5 separate regions of the Mus musculus genome follow, and regions 1, 3, 4 and 5 are each linked to region 2. Evidence: chromatin contacts called from public Micro-C and promoter capture Hi-C data. All regions are on one chromosome and are shown on one strand. The core of a region is the stretch at or near the end of the contact, and the rest is flanking DNA. Distances in the headings are between cores, read along the strand shown. Region 1 holds the start of Csf2ra (colony stimulating factor 2 receptor, alpha, low-affinity (granulocyte-macrophage)). Region 2 holds the start of Eno4 (enolase 4). Region 3 holds the start of Ccdc186 (coiled-coil domain containing 186). Region 4 holds the start of Dclre1a (DNA cross-link repair 1A). Region 5 holds the start of Casp7 (caspase 7).

Region 1 (2,700 bases), core at 135-2,634, 2.3 Mb before region 2:
GAAATTCAGGGGAAAGAGAGAAGGTAGAAGAGAGAGGAGAGGGGGGAGGGAGGAAAGGCTAGAGAGAAAGAGAAAGAAGGAGAGAGGAGAGGAAAGAAGAAGACAAAGAGAAAGGGAAGAGGAGAGAAGTGAGAGAAGTGAGAGGTGAGAGGACAAAGGAGTAAGAGAGCGAGGTGGGGGCTAAGCACCCCTTTTTATGGTCTTCCCTGTTGCTAGGTAACTGGGGAGGAGTTTAGCCTGAAGGTCAGATTGACCATGCTTCTCTTGGGGCTGTGGGAGGTGGTAAGGAGCATGAGGGAATGCCTACCGTGTCATGAGGGTGAATTATGACTATCGGGGTTCAGACCTCAGATCGACTGGAGACCAGCCTGCAATTCCCCACAATACCATGTAGGTTTTTAAAACTAATAAAATTTATCTTAAAACATACAACTCAGTATTGATATTTTTAAAGTCATTAAAATAATTCATAATAGTTTAAATGCCTCTTAAATGTACATGACATCTTCGGAAGCAGACATTAATACACACTCTACCAGTTTTTAAAATCTGTTTGGAACATTAAACACGACAGAAAATCTCTCATGAGTCCTCTGTGGACAGAAATTGTGACGAGTTCCTGATTTTACAGAAACGTCCATCTCCGCGCAGTGTGTGTGTGTGTGTGGCTTCACAGAATGAGCTGGGTGGAAGCATCCACCAGGCCCGCCTGACCCTGGGCTGTCTTGGGTGGGAGACTTCACAGCTGTCTCTGGGTTCTGGGTCCTGGGACCGTTAGGTGGCTTCCGTGATTTTAACTGTGGTGCCTGTGCTGTGTAGAAAATTGTCCGTTTCATCCAGATTTGGTTTTCCCCAATTTGGAAATTAACGATGACGCAAGGAGATGTGAACCTAAGGATCACCTGTTGAACCTAACCCTTATCAATATGATCAACAGGATCAAGACTTTGCATGTCAGAGTCTTCCCACTGTGTAAGCGCGTGCTCACATGTGTGGTCACACTGTGTGCATCAGGGTAAGACTGTCGGTGATGTCACACTGTGCTGAGTGGTCACACTGTGTCCACAAGGGGTCAGATGCAGTGACTGACGTCACACCGTGTGTAGCCAGGCTGTGTGCGTGGCAGTGTGACGCGCCCGAACAGCCACACAGTAGGCTCACGTCCCGGTGTGCTGCCCCACTGCACGAGGTTGCATGGCGTCACACAGCGGGCCAACCGCCTGGCGCGTATACTTACTGTGCGCATTTGACATCATGCTGCCTGCACGGGACACTCGGACCCCGCCCCCGGTGACGTCACCGGGCCCCACCCAGCCACCCACCCCTGCCTGCCTTGTTCCTTCCCCTCTAGGTTTCCCAACCTGCAGATGAGGAAGAGGAAGCGGGAGACAGACGGACAGACGGACGGACACAGACGCTGCGCCCAGGCCTCACCATCCATCGCAGGAAGCCCCCTGTCTCAGGTCAGAGCCCCTCCACCCCTTTCCACCTCACCCTGCCTGACATGACGTCACCCAGAAGCCCCTCCCACCTGGCCCTACTGTGTGCCCAGCACACCCTGGGGTTTAGAAAACGATGGGGCTAGGGGACGGAGAGACCGGAAGGGGGGGGCAGTGGGACATGCAGACCTACTGTGTGTGCCCTGGGTCTCGGGTACAAGGTCCCCACCACCCGTGGGTCTGAGCCCTGGGGATGGTTTGGGGTGGGGTCAGAGGTAACAGAGGCCAAGGGGGGCTTAGAAGCCGGAGTTGGGGGGCGTGGCCTCCGCCTGCCAATCCCCCGCAACCTCTGACCTCTGTGTAGTACTGGGGTCAGGAGATGTGGTTCACCTCCAGGAGTCAGGGGTCTGGAGATGGTGGAGTTGAGGCAGGGGGATGGCTTCAAGTGCGTTTCCTCCAAAGCCCGGGGCGGGGGTGGGGGGTGGGGGAAGCGGGGAGTTGCGGATCGCCCCTAAGCCCGACTGCGGAGACCCCGCGGACGCCGCCCCCGCCCTCCCCACTCCCCGCGAGCGAGCGTCCTTGGCCCGACAGGAAGTGGGGACTGGAGAAAAGGAAGTGGCTGCAGCTGAGCTTGGAGCACGGCGGGGTTGGGGAAAGGCGGGTCCAGGCGGCGGTGGAGCGTGAGGGGGAAAGGGTCTGACCTACACACAGTCAGGCCACAGGCAGGCAGGGCGACCCCCGATCCCCTCGACCGCCTCCCCACCGCGCGGACAAAGCGGGTCCACATATAAGCAAAGATTCACGGGGAATCAATAGGATAACGTCACCAAGAGAGGAGCTGAGACAGGGGCATGGCTCAGATGGCAGAGCCCAGCCTCTGTACCCACCACAAATCATGCTGTAGTGAGTGGGTGGGACGGGGCCAGAGAATGCCCCGCCCACCCTAGTGCGCCAGACAGGATAACACCTCGGCTCTGCCCACTCATCTGACTGACAGATGACGTCATCACATGCCATGAACATCACCCCCCTGGCTCAGCTCGCCCTGCTCTTCTCCACGCTACTGCTTCCGGGAACTCAGGCCCTTCTGGGTTAGTGACGCTAGGTGGGCGGGGTCGGAAGTCACGGTGGGCGGGGCCGCGTCCAACAGAGCCACCTCACCCTCCTCCCCCTTCCAGCTCCGACCACACCGGACGCCGGCTCCGCCCTCAACCTGACCTTCGACCCCTGGACTCGGACGCTGACCTGGGCCTGCGACACC
Region 2 (2,700 bases), core at 196-2,695:
AAGATTGACTTCTGAGCGCTGTGCCTACTATGGGCGCTGACACCCTTGGGCAGGTTGACCAGGGTTGTCCAAGAAAGCAGGCTGAGCAAGCCATGAGAAGCAAACCAGTAGGCAGCATTTTTTTTCTTCCTATAGCCTCTGCTGCATTTCCTGCCCAGACTTCCCTCAGTGATGGGCTGTGGCATGGAAATGTAAACCAAATAAACAAGTTCCTAAGTTGCTTTTGGTCAGAATGTTGTAGCAAAGGATAGAAAGCAAATGGGGCCGCCCCTAACTAAGGTATGGGAGTTCCCAAAGAGCTGTACAAACCAGTGCCAGGCTGCCTAACAGACTAGGAAGAGACAGGGTGAGGTGTCCTTTTAGACAACGAGTTAACAGTTCCTTCAGCAAGAGAGAGAGGGATTGAAATCTTTATAAGGCCTTCACTCACCTATTCCACAAAAAGTCTATAATTGTCCCTTTGTCCCACAGTGCAGGGGTAGGGGTGAGGGTGGGGGTACTAGTTAAAGCCCTGAGGCCCAAGTTCTTTATTTAAAAAAGGGAGGGTTGTTTGTTTGTTTTAAATCTTGCAGAGCTTTTAGAGACGAAGACAACGAGTGGTAGGTACCCCAACTCCTTTCCAAGTCACATCTGATGCACAGGAATCCCCCTCCTCAGCAGCCAACCATTAGGTAACTCAAAGGATTACTGTAGGATGGCCCTAGGAGAGCTCAAGGACACTCAGTCAACAACGGAGAAGGGCCTCCGAGTGAAATCTGCATTTTGGCAGTCACTGGCCCGAGACGTTGGGTACCTAGCCAATGCAGGGTGCGTGAGGTTTTCACACCTGGGAGCTTAGACTTGGAATCTGAGACATCAGGGGGGAGTGGAAGCCAAAGGAATGGGACCCGGGGTGGGCTGCAGCCAAGTCCCTGGCATTCGTTTCGTGGTCCAGCTTGCGTCCCCGCCCGCAGGTAAGGTAAGTTCAGCGTCAGGTCTGTGGTTTAGAAAACCAACGGCAGGTGAGCTCCTTGGATAGAAAAGAAGCTCGCCAGTCTCGGAGCAGACCTGAGCTACAGACCCATTCAGGGTCCTCTTGTCAACTCTCCGCATCCTCCCCGCGCAGCACGCTCGCCCTGCTCTCAGCTGGGCATCCCCTAACCCTTCTGCCCAGCAGCGCGCAGGCGCGACTCCGTTGCGCAGGCGCAGACGCATCGCGCTGCCGCAGCGTGGGCCAGAGGGAGGAGGGAGCTCCCCGCGCGTCCCTACCAGGTGCCCGTAGACATCCGCAGGCTGGAGGTAGAAGGTGGAGTTGAGCAGATCTTCCAGCTTGCGCGGGACGTCGTTCTCCTGGTAGTACGCCATCGCCTGCTGCTTCAGCTTCTGCAGGTCCCTAGTGATCCCGCCTCTGCGGCCGCCGTCTTCATCTCCCATGGTAGGAGACTTAGGGCTACAGCGGGGTTTTGCCAGGGGGCCCGCCAGCGTCCTTTTGTCGCTAGGCAACGCAACGAGATCACGACCCCTAGATCTCGCGAGGCTTCCTTCCCTTGGTGGACCGAGACTCAAGCTTTCCGTTCGGGACCCATCGTTGTCCCGTCCGCACTTCGCCTTTCTTCAATGCTTCGCTCTTAGTGCTCTCTCGTCCCCGTTTGTCACTGTTCCTCGGACAGTTTTGCAGACGGGGAGGCATTTAACGATTGTTTGAGTTCGTTTTGCAGAAGCTGGGGAGCGGTACCCGCCACTTCAACTCTTGCAGTTAACGAGGGAGAGGGATGCAAGAGCCCAGGGTGCCCTTCCTGAGCCGTGGAGGTCCTGGGCATGCATCCCTTCCAACCCACGCACTGTGCTTGCTGCACGCCTCGTGATGCTCTCTCTCAGAAAGCTCCCTTTGGGGGAGATTACTGAGAGTGAAACCCAGTGTAGGAAGTAAGACTGATGATGCTTTGGAGAGACCCAGGGCGAGGTGGAGGCCATGCAAAACGCAGCCCATGAGAAAGTCCTTGGGTCATGGTCTGTAGCAGCGGGCTGCCTGTTTACTGTGACAGTTAGGTACCAGACGCAATGATAGAACTTATTTCTGTGCTCGTTACTTGGATGGTGCAGGACGATCCAAGTAATGGATAGGAGTGGGCCGAGACAGACAGGGTGTTTTCGTGTTTTTTTTTTTTTATTGTTGCCTGTTTTATGTTCCCAACAGAAAGCAGGTTGCTTAAAAGACTTGTGCCTTCATTGCTCATCTGGAAAACGTAATCTTACCTGCTCTGTCCGCTGGACAATCACTTAAAATAACCCCGAGTGCGAAGAGGCATTTGGGAACAGTTGTTTTCCATAAATGTACTGTTGGATGTAGGTGGATAAAATACCTGATTCTGTAAGTACGCTTATATAACCGAGACCCATTCCTCCCTGCTCTGGACTCTCTTTGAGGACGATTTCCTTTCTGTGGTGTGATGGGTCATCACACACTTGCCCTCCCCTCTGGCTGGCTGCAAGTCCTTGGATGGTGGAAGCAGAGACTTAGTCATCTCCTTGTCCATCGCAGAGCTGAGCGCTCACAGCTGGGATTTTAGTGCACCTTTGTTTAAAAACGAGCCCACAATGTTGCCATTGCTTTTATTCCTGGGTGTGGCCGTCCTCATACCAACCCGCCTCCTGTGGAAGGTACCTCCTTCGCCCATCCTGTGAAGGTTGAGTTTTGTGTCTTAAGAAAAGCTGTGCTTC
Region 3 (2,700 bases), core at 74-2,573, 2.1 Mb after region 2:
AAGCCACTACTCCCGGCTCAACCCATAGTTAGGGTCTCATTTCTGTGAATTGACACTCTTCACACCAAGGCAACTCTTATAAAAGACAACATTTAATCAAGGCTGGTTTTACAGGTTCAGAGGTTTAGTCCATTATTATCACGCTGGGACGCACAGCAGTGTGCAGGGGGTTGAGGGTTAGGGTTAGAGACAAAGAGCAGAGAGCTCTACCTCTTGATTGGAAGGCAGCAAGGAGGAGACCGAATATGTCTCACACTGGGTGTAGCTCAAGCATTTATATGAGAGCTCAAAGCCTTCCTCCACAATGACATACCCTGTCCAACAAGGCTACACCTCCTAATAGTGCCACTTCCTATGGGCCAAGCATTCAAATACATGAGTCTATTCAAGTCACCACCGCACCTTAATTGTAAAACGTACTGTAATACATTACCATAATTTGAGGAGGGAGTTGTCATTTTCTGATTAAAAAAAGACAGAGGGTTAGTAATATACCACATTGAAGATTTTCCTCCTCAGCAATTATGAAAGTAATTTAACAGTAATATGCTTGGATTTACAAACTTGCCACTGAAGACGAGTCTTAACTATTTTCACTTACAACTGTCTACACGGCCCAGAACTTTAACACATCTTTTCTCCGGACAGAGGTGGTTTGCAAAACCTCCAGACTAAAACTGCTCACCTTCCCTACCTCCTCCAACTGGGCTTAGTCACTATAATATACAACCTGCGTGCAACCATGCAACCGGATGGGTTACGCAGCCCAGGCAGGCTTAGGTCCTCTGCGTGGAGCACACTAACAAGCTTACTAGTAAACAATGGCACTCGGTGCCACTTGGAGATCCCAGGTCAATTATTATTATGGAAACCCTGCAGAGCTCTCTCCCAGAGATGAAGCTCGCATGCCCAAGTCAGCTGCTCCTGCGGACTTGGCTCACCCACAGGCAGCGCAAAGTTTGCACCATCAGAACCGGGAAGCCACAATCTCTAGTTCTCTTTTATTACTTTATGCCACTGACTCATTAGATGACCGGCCAAAGGGTGAAGAAAAAAAGATGGCAACTTCCTTCCGATAGAAAGCACCGGCTTGGGACGGGAAAGGGAAAGAGTGGCCCAACCGGACAACAACAGCCTGCTACAGCCTCCTTGGGCTTAAGTGGAGGTGGCACGGAGATGCTGGGCGGGGCCTCTAGAAACCGCGAGGACTGGAGGCGGCGCCTCGAAAACCACGCCCGCCTCCAGGTGCTTAACGTCACGCGGTCCGCGCCGCGCTGATTGGCTCGTTCAGGGAGCCCCGCCCCCTCAGCTGTAGCCGCGCCGGCTTAGGCGTCGCCGCCATCTTTGTTGATGTGTCAGCTCCGCAGGGGTTTTGGGGGAAAACCTCCGCTGAGAGCCCGGGATCTGCAGTGGTCTCCGCGCGTGACTTCCTCACCCACTCCGCGTCGGCTACACGCCGCCATGGGTTCGTCGGCCCTGGAGCCGGAGCTCCATCGGCCTCGCTAGGGTGCGGCCCGGGGCTGGACGACGGACGGTGAGTGGCCGAGGGGCGTCCGGGACGGGCGCGCTCGGGGAGCGCTGGTCTGCGCGCGTGGACGTGACGGGGTGGTAGCCCCGGGCTGTACGCAACTCCGCGCGTGGACGTGACGGGGCTGGCGGGGCCCTCGGGGGGCTGTGCCCGGAGGCGCGGCCGCTCCCCCGCCGCACCAGCGCGGTATCTCCGGGGACGCGGTCCGCAGCGTTCGGCTTTTCCAAAGATCCCGATGTATTTTCATATATTTTCACCTTGGTAGGGAAACCATTTCAGATTTCTCTCTCCCCTTCTACCTATCCTCAAAGTAGCAATCCCAGGGAAACAGCGCGCGGGGAGAATGATGGCTCAGCTGCCAACAATTCGTAACTTGTTACAATATTCACATCTTGATTGTTATTTAGAGAGGAGACTCGGGTTTGTACGCAGAACACCTGGGTTAGAGTCAGAAAAGACTACAGTAAAAAAATATGACAGCGAACCAGAAAAGATGTCTCAGACCCAGTGTCACGCACGGTCCTTTGATGTCCCAGCCTTTTCCTTTCTTCTGAAGTGGTACACAGGGTGCTTGTCTGAGGAAAAGATGAAACAAATCAGTTATGACAGTGTTTCAAAGTGCACGTGTAGCCAGCCATCCCAAGGAAAATCGGTCTGTTAAGTGTTAGGTTTATTAGCGTGGATGTGGCCTTTGTGCACTTAATTGTGAAGGAGATTAAGGACCCAGAGACAAGTGATACTGAAACGGATGCGTCTTGTGTATCAAGTCCACCGTGTGCAGCTACTTTTTAGCTCTTCGTTAATTAATGGTTACACAAATGAAACAACAGTAATGATTGGCCTACTTCTTTTATGGTTCCTTTTTGGTCTTCCCATGTTCCCATGTGCAGATTTTGGGCAGGCCATAATCTTGTACTGTTGCACCAAGGCCTTCCTTCTCCTTTGTACAGGGTAATAGGTAAGTATGACTTTGGAAGGCTACCAGAAGACACAGGGACTGTGTTTAGTTTTTTTGAAGGCCTTTTCTAATTTAAAACAATAGAAACTTAAGGTGTTTGATTGAGAACAGGTTCCATGGAGTAAGGGTGACATTTCCCAGTCTGATTTTTTTTTTTTTTTCCAGACTGAAATCCTGAGTGGTAGAAGAAGGGGCACTCATAAACCTTTAGTTC
Region 4 (2,700 bases), core at 51-2,550, 2.4 Mb after region 2:
CCGGGAGTATCGTTTCCCTATGTCCCAACAGTTCCCACTACTAGGATTCAAACCTGAGTACTAAGCTAAAATTGATTCCAGATTTTAAAGATCAATAGGTTCACCACTTTGAACGTGGAAACGCGGTTGGACTAGAAAACCATCAGATGCTATGCCTGTAGAATGTAGTCCAACTCTAGTGGTTATTAGACGGGCAGGTTTCCTAGCCTTCCCTGTGCCTCAGTTTCCTTAACTGTAAAACAAGACTAGTAAGAGGGTCTCGGTGGGTTGTACCAGGTAAGTAGGAGCTCTCAAGTGCTTCAAACCGTCTGTGGCACATTAAAAAGTGATCAATATACACCCATGGAGCCTTGAGGCTACTGACGTCAGGTCACGCAGGATTCCAGACAGAGATGCAAACACTGGTCCCCGCCCAGCAGAACCCCCTCCGTGTGTCGCTGCTCCCCTGGAGCACCTCGGGGGCTGTGGGAGGACCGCAGGGCACCGATCTGCTGGCGGGAGGGAGCCACCGAGGAAGGGGAGGACCCGGGAGCGGCCCCCACCCCGACGCCAGCCCCTCACCTTCCGGAAACTCGGGCACCGCTAGGTCCTGCTCCCAGCCGTCCACCTTCTGCAGATACTGGTAGACCAACTCATCCTTCTCTTGCTGGGTGACGGCGTCCAGCAGGGCGTACTCGAGCGAGGTCTGCGCGGGCAGCAGGCCCGAGAGGCTCGCGCCGCGCGCTCCGGGAGCCGCCATGTTGCGCGAGCTCCCGAGGGCTCCGGGGCCGAGGGCGCGGGTCGGACCAGCGTGCGCCGCCCTCTTGACTCAGAGCGGGGCCTGGCCAGCCCGGCCCTGCGCCACACACGCTTCCGCCTCCAATAAGCCTTCCTCCGGACGCCAAAGTCCAAAGGGCCGTGCTTCCCTGGCGCGTAATTAAACTCCAGAGTTGCCCACCCCGCCCCTTCCAGGTTCCGGGCCGCCGCGAAGCCTGGACGTTCAGAGCGCCAGATTCGACACGGGGAAGGCTGCTAGGGTCGCGCTCCAGAGGAGCTGGGAACCCATTGCCTTTGAAGCCCGGCAGGGAATTCCAAGACAAATAAAATTCAAATAACCATGTACACGTTTAAAAGAGCCGACTTAAGAAAAGCCTGCCCATTTGTGTGTCCCACTCTTAAACTGAGATCAGCCGATTCGGCACGGCAGTGACAGTGGGACAGCGTTCCCGCCAAGAAAGACTCGAAAGGTAAAGAAGGTAAAGCAACCCTCGGAGGAGACTCTTTTTTTTTTTTTTTTTTTTTTTTTTTTTTTTTTTAATGTAGGCAGTGAGGCCGGTGGTTTTGTGTTGACAACAACAAAAGTGTCCTGTGACTCTGGGTGTGCTGAAAGTGCGGGCGCGAATGGAATGTCCCGCGAGCTGGCGCAGAGAGGAGGCAGCTGCAGCGGGGTCCCCCTGCTGCCAGGCCAGGTGTGCCCACGAGGGACTACCGGGAGGAACGGGGCGAGCTGCACAAGGGCTCATTGGGATGTTGGCATTATTTAACCTGGGAATAATGTAGGGCTCCTTCATTGATCTTCCCCCCACCCCAGATCCAAAGGCAAAGAGCGGGAGCCTGTAGGAATTTTCTGGTACCTGACCTCTCTGGAGGTCTGCAGAAGTGGCTGATTGATTTCAGGGCAGACAGCCCCTATGGTGTGGAGTACAGTCTCACATGTTTGAACTTTGTTCACTGTGCAGGGTTTGATCCTAGGATGGAGGAAGAAATGGACTGACCCAGGAAGCTGAAACTGGTTGGACCCATGAGTCACGAATAAGGGCAGCTGTCGGTTGTAACCAACACCTCTTTGATTATGGTCTAGTCTATGGACTAGTCTCACACTAAGTAGACTAGGGACTGTGACTGGACTTGTAAATGGACACTTGTCCACATGAACGAGAGCCAGAATAGCTTTCTAACCATTATATGGAGACTGTTTTCAGTTAAAGTCATTGAGCCTGGTACTTACCGTCAGTGCTTGACATTCAAGACATTCTTGATTCTTATTTTTATAAATCAAGTTCTGAGAAGTTAAAAAAAAACCTGAATGAAATAGTGTCACAATGTAAAGAAAACCGTATAGATGTTACCCTGTAGTGAGTTCTCTTAATTTTATTATGGTATAAAATGGAACAGCAGGTGTTCACAGGTACTAAGTGGGTTGTGTGCCAATATCACCAAAGCTTTCAGTTCCAACCAAGTTAGTTGGCTTTTGGCTACTTTTTTTTTCCTATTAAAAACTTGTTACAAGAAATGGACTCTGAATTCACCAAAGACTGGTGCTGTACTCACAAAAATCATTTGGCCATGTTAGAAGACACGTTTTGGGAAGAAGAAATCTGGGAATATAAATCTAAAAGAAAGCCCAAACCCGTACATCCAAATAATTGTTCTGAAAATATTTCAGAATCTGTTGAAAAATCAACAGATGGAAAACACCAGTCAAAAGGAAATGAAAAAAGGACTTCAGAAAATCCAGGCAAGACGAAGGACCACAAAGTGTGCCTTGCAGAAACAGACAGTCAGATTTCTGCAGGTTCCAGTCAGAGTTCGAGCTGTAGAGATGAGAGTCAGCAGTCTCAAAACAAAGAGACAACACCGAAAAAGCAACATAGAACTCGCAGAGGGAAGCAAGTGACCCCGAAGGTGCGCCCTGTTTATGATGGATACTGCCCAAGCTGC
Region 5 (2,700 bases), core at 164-2,663, 2.5 Mb after region 2:
CCAGATCACAATGGCCTGTGGCTATGTCTATAGGGAAGTGCCTTGACCAATGGCTGGTGTGGGAGGGGAGGGCCCAGCCCACTGTAGTGGTACCATCCACAGGCTGTGTACTAATGGTAGCTGAGTGAGTAATCAGATTTCCTGCCTCCAGGCTCCTGCCTCGACTTCCCTCAATGACAGACTGTGACCTGAAGTCGTCAAATGAAATAAAGCCTTTCCTCTCTATGGTCATGGTGTTTATCCCAGCAAGAGAAAGCAGGCTAAGCAAGTTGATTGAGGTGGGTCTTCCTGAGGAAACAGGCTGCCTGCTTCCCAAACACAGCAACATTGAACAGGCTCACCTCCTGCCCAAATGCATACTTCCTTAAGTGAAAAAGTCCCGAGGCTGCCACCCAACCCATCAGTGTCACCTGAGGTTCACACCATGAGGGAACTAGAGACTTTGCCCATGTCCTATAGGAGGTTGCAGAGTGGCAGATTGTAATGCTAGGCTTTAACAATATGGACAGGGGTGTAAGGTTACGCTGGCCAAAATCTGAAGGAAGAAACAGCTTGTCAACAGAAAACCAGGGCCTTATCAGTTATCTCAGCTCAAGAGAAAGGCCTGTGAACTGCTTACAAACACCGCCTGTGCCTACTAATAAACTTACTTCCCCATAAACCCGAAAGGCCAAGGAGTAAAGGTGAGGTGTCGCCTGGAGCTCATACTGACAAGTGTCGCTTGCCAGTTTTTCACCAGTCTTAAGTCACTGTAAGAGTCTAAGAGTCCCGATGCAAGGGTCCCCAGACAAGAAAGAGTGTTTCAAGCACACTTCGCCTAGGTTAAAGACCTATGCACCTAACTCCCTCTTTCCCTGAGCACAAGCCACCAGAACCGCCCAAGATTCCCATTAAATGGACCCGGCAGCGCCTAAGTTCCCGGTCTGACAAGGTAGTCCTTGCGGGTTCAAACAACCACATCTACTGCCCTACACCCGCTCTTTCTTCCCTGTTACATCCGGAATGGCACCGGATGTCGTGAGACCCTGGTCCAGAAGACCAAGGGACCGCCGTGCCGAGCAAAGCGGGCGATGGCCAGGCATGTTGGAGAGCCTTCCGCGCCACAGCGCCCTGCAAGCAAGTTCTGCGAGCCTGCGGGAGGGAGGGGGACTCTGGGCGGGGACGCGCGGGAGGAAGGAGCTCGCGGAAGAGGGGAGGGAAAGCCGCGATGGCGGCCCAAGTTACCGTTCCCACGGCGGCGGCCAGGAGCCCACGGCAGCGTCCGTCCTCCGCAAGGGTCGAGGGCAGCTTTGGGAAAACTGAAAGCAAAAGTCCCAGAGGCGGAGGGGGAGGAGCGGGCGGGCCGGACGGGGCTGTGCCTGCAGCCCGGGAAAGCTGGGGGCGAGCGGGAACGCGCGCTACGGAGCCCGCCGCGGGAGAAGCTCGCGCGGGAAGCTCGCGCGGGAAGCCCTCGCCGCCCACGTGCTGCGTCCCCCCCTCTGCGACGTTTGGGCGACCCCTGCGGCTGCAGGAACTGGGCAGATAGAGCGCTCCCTACAGAACTGGCGGGCTCTGCAAAACTGCCAGCCAGAAAAGTGACCGTGACCCCGGGCTACCTGCTGCAAATCTGTTAAGTTCTCTGAAAATATGACTGCGCGCTTGGTCCAGACCTCTGCGAAGTTGGCAAGCGTCACCGGCACGGGAGGAGAGCGGCCCTGCAAATTGGGGCTATCCCTGTCCCCTCCTCTATGCCACATATGCAAATTTCCCCGCGCTCACCAGAGAGGAGTACTAAGAGACTCTAAAACTGTAAACGTCAAAAGTTCCACTGAGAACGCATTCTACAAAACTGTCTACCCAGCAGATGGACCCAAAATTCTGACTTGCTCTCCGCGATGGGGCACCTGTCTCGTTCTGTTTTTGTTTTTTACCTTTTTCCTAACACAAGCTGCTTCTCGACCAGATACTGTGCACCACCAGTCGCTTTAGTCTGATGTCTTCCCAGACGTTGTTGGGGAGGGGGGCGAACTTTGTCTTAAACACGTTTATACCTCCCAAACCCAGCTTGCACGGATATTGCGCCAAAATCATCATCCATGTGTGCTACCTCCCGTGTCAGGCACTAGGTTTGAGGAAGCAGACAGTGAGCTAACATGGGTTCCTGTTCATGTCATCTTCGACACAGACAGACAGACAGACAGATCTGGGCTTCCATCTGTAGACGCTTCCAATTCCTCCCCTCCACCTAGAGTTCTCAGAACAGCTCATTCACTCACACTGAAGCAAGCTATGTGAGAGAACTTTGTGAAAACGCCAGAGATACTCGATTCTCAGACCTACAGGTCTCCGGAGCCATCAAGGCTATTTTATTTGCTAGCATGGTTTTTCTTGAACCCCAGAGTTTTAGCACTAACTCTAGAATCTCAGCCAGTATGGGCACTTTCAATTCTTAATATGCCTGCCCTCCTTCTTATTTAATAATGCTAGTGTCCCTGAACTGTGGAGGCAAATGTTGGGGTAAGCCATGGCTCACGCTATGGTGATTTGCTTTTTAAAACTGACAGTCCTTTGAAAAATGAAGAAATCCTATCTCCACTATAATTTATCTTTGTGTAAACCATGACTTTTTCCAGGGTAGTCCTAAAACGTGGAACATTTAACAACCAATCTCTACTTATTTGGTGGTGAGGAATGTGAGAAGCTGCCCACCTGACAGCACCA

Evidence for each region. Promoter capture Hi-C pulls out the DNA fragments that hold promoters and counts their contacts. Hi-C and Micro-C count contacts between places; a contact is called where the count stands out from the background.
Region 1: a Micro-C map of embryonic stem cells shows a contact between it and region 2, with 5 times the contacts expected there. The contact joins the promoter of Csf2ra here to the promoter of Eno4 in region 2. A contact is called at or near these places in 1 of 39 promoter capture datasets (pre-B cells), 1 of 484 Hi-C or Micro-C datasets (embryonic stem cells) and 1 of 115 datasets of contacts at active chromatin or transcription factors (epiblast stem cells).
Region 3: a contact with region 2 is called in a promoter capture Hi-C map of pre-B cells, with 4 times the contacts expected there. The contact joins the promoter of Ccdc186 here to the promoter of Eno4 in region 2. A contact is called at or near these places in 2 of 39 promoter capture datasets (liver and pre-B cells).
Region 4: a promoter capture Hi-C map of pre-B cells shows a contact between it and region 2, with 4 times the contacts expected there. The contact joins the promoter of Dclre1a here to the promoter of Eno4 in region 2. A contact is called at or near these places in 1 of 39 promoter capture datasets (pre-B cells) and 2 of 9 other capture datasets (adipose tissue and liver).
Region 5: a contact with region 2 is called in a promoter capture Hi-C map of pre-B cells, with 4 times the contacts expected there. The contact joins the promoter of Casp7 here to the promoter of Eno4 in region 2. A contact is called at or near these places in 2 of 39 promoter capture datasets (liver and pre-B cells).

Annotation. Positions count from the first base shown.
Region 1 is chr19:61,227,102-61,229,801 of GRCm38.p6, reverse strand. Csf2ra (colony stimulating factor 2 receptor, alpha, low-affinity (granulocyte-macrophage)) reads left to right here and starts at 1,384. Exons shown (of 12, transcript NM_009970.2): 1 at 1,384-1,463; 2 at 2,437-2,530; 3 at 2,618-2,700. The coding sequence starts at 2,437.
Region 2 is chr19:58,942,170-58,944,869 of GRCm38.p6, reverse strand. Eno4 (enolase 4) reads right to left here and starts at 1,445. Exons shown (of 14, transcript NM_178689.4): 1 at 1,249-1,445. The coding sequence starts at 1,413. It also overlaps a transcript of Hspa12a not described here.
Region 3 is chr19:56,820,822-56,823,521 of GRCm38.p6, reverse strand. Ccdc186 (coiled-coil domain containing 186) reads left to right here and starts at 1,323. Exons shown (of 16, transcript NM_170757.2): 1 at 1,323-1,534.
Region 4 is chr19:56,546,722-56,549,421 of GRCm38.p6, reverse strand. Dclre1a (DNA cross-link repair 1A) reads left to right here and starts at 1,300. Exons shown (of 10, transcript NM_001360437.1): 1 at 1,300-1,448; 2 at 1,719-2,700. The coding sequence starts at 2,272. It overlaps Nhlrc2 (NHL repeat containing 2), which reads right to left and starts at 1,161. Exons shown (of 11, transcript NM_025811.3): 1 at 562-1,161. The coding sequence starts at 739.
Region 5 is chr19:56,395,842-56,398,541 of GRCm38.p6, reverse strand. It overlaps Casp7 (caspase 7), which reads right to left and starts at 1,413. Exons shown (of 7, transcript NM_007611.2): 1 at 1,225-1,413.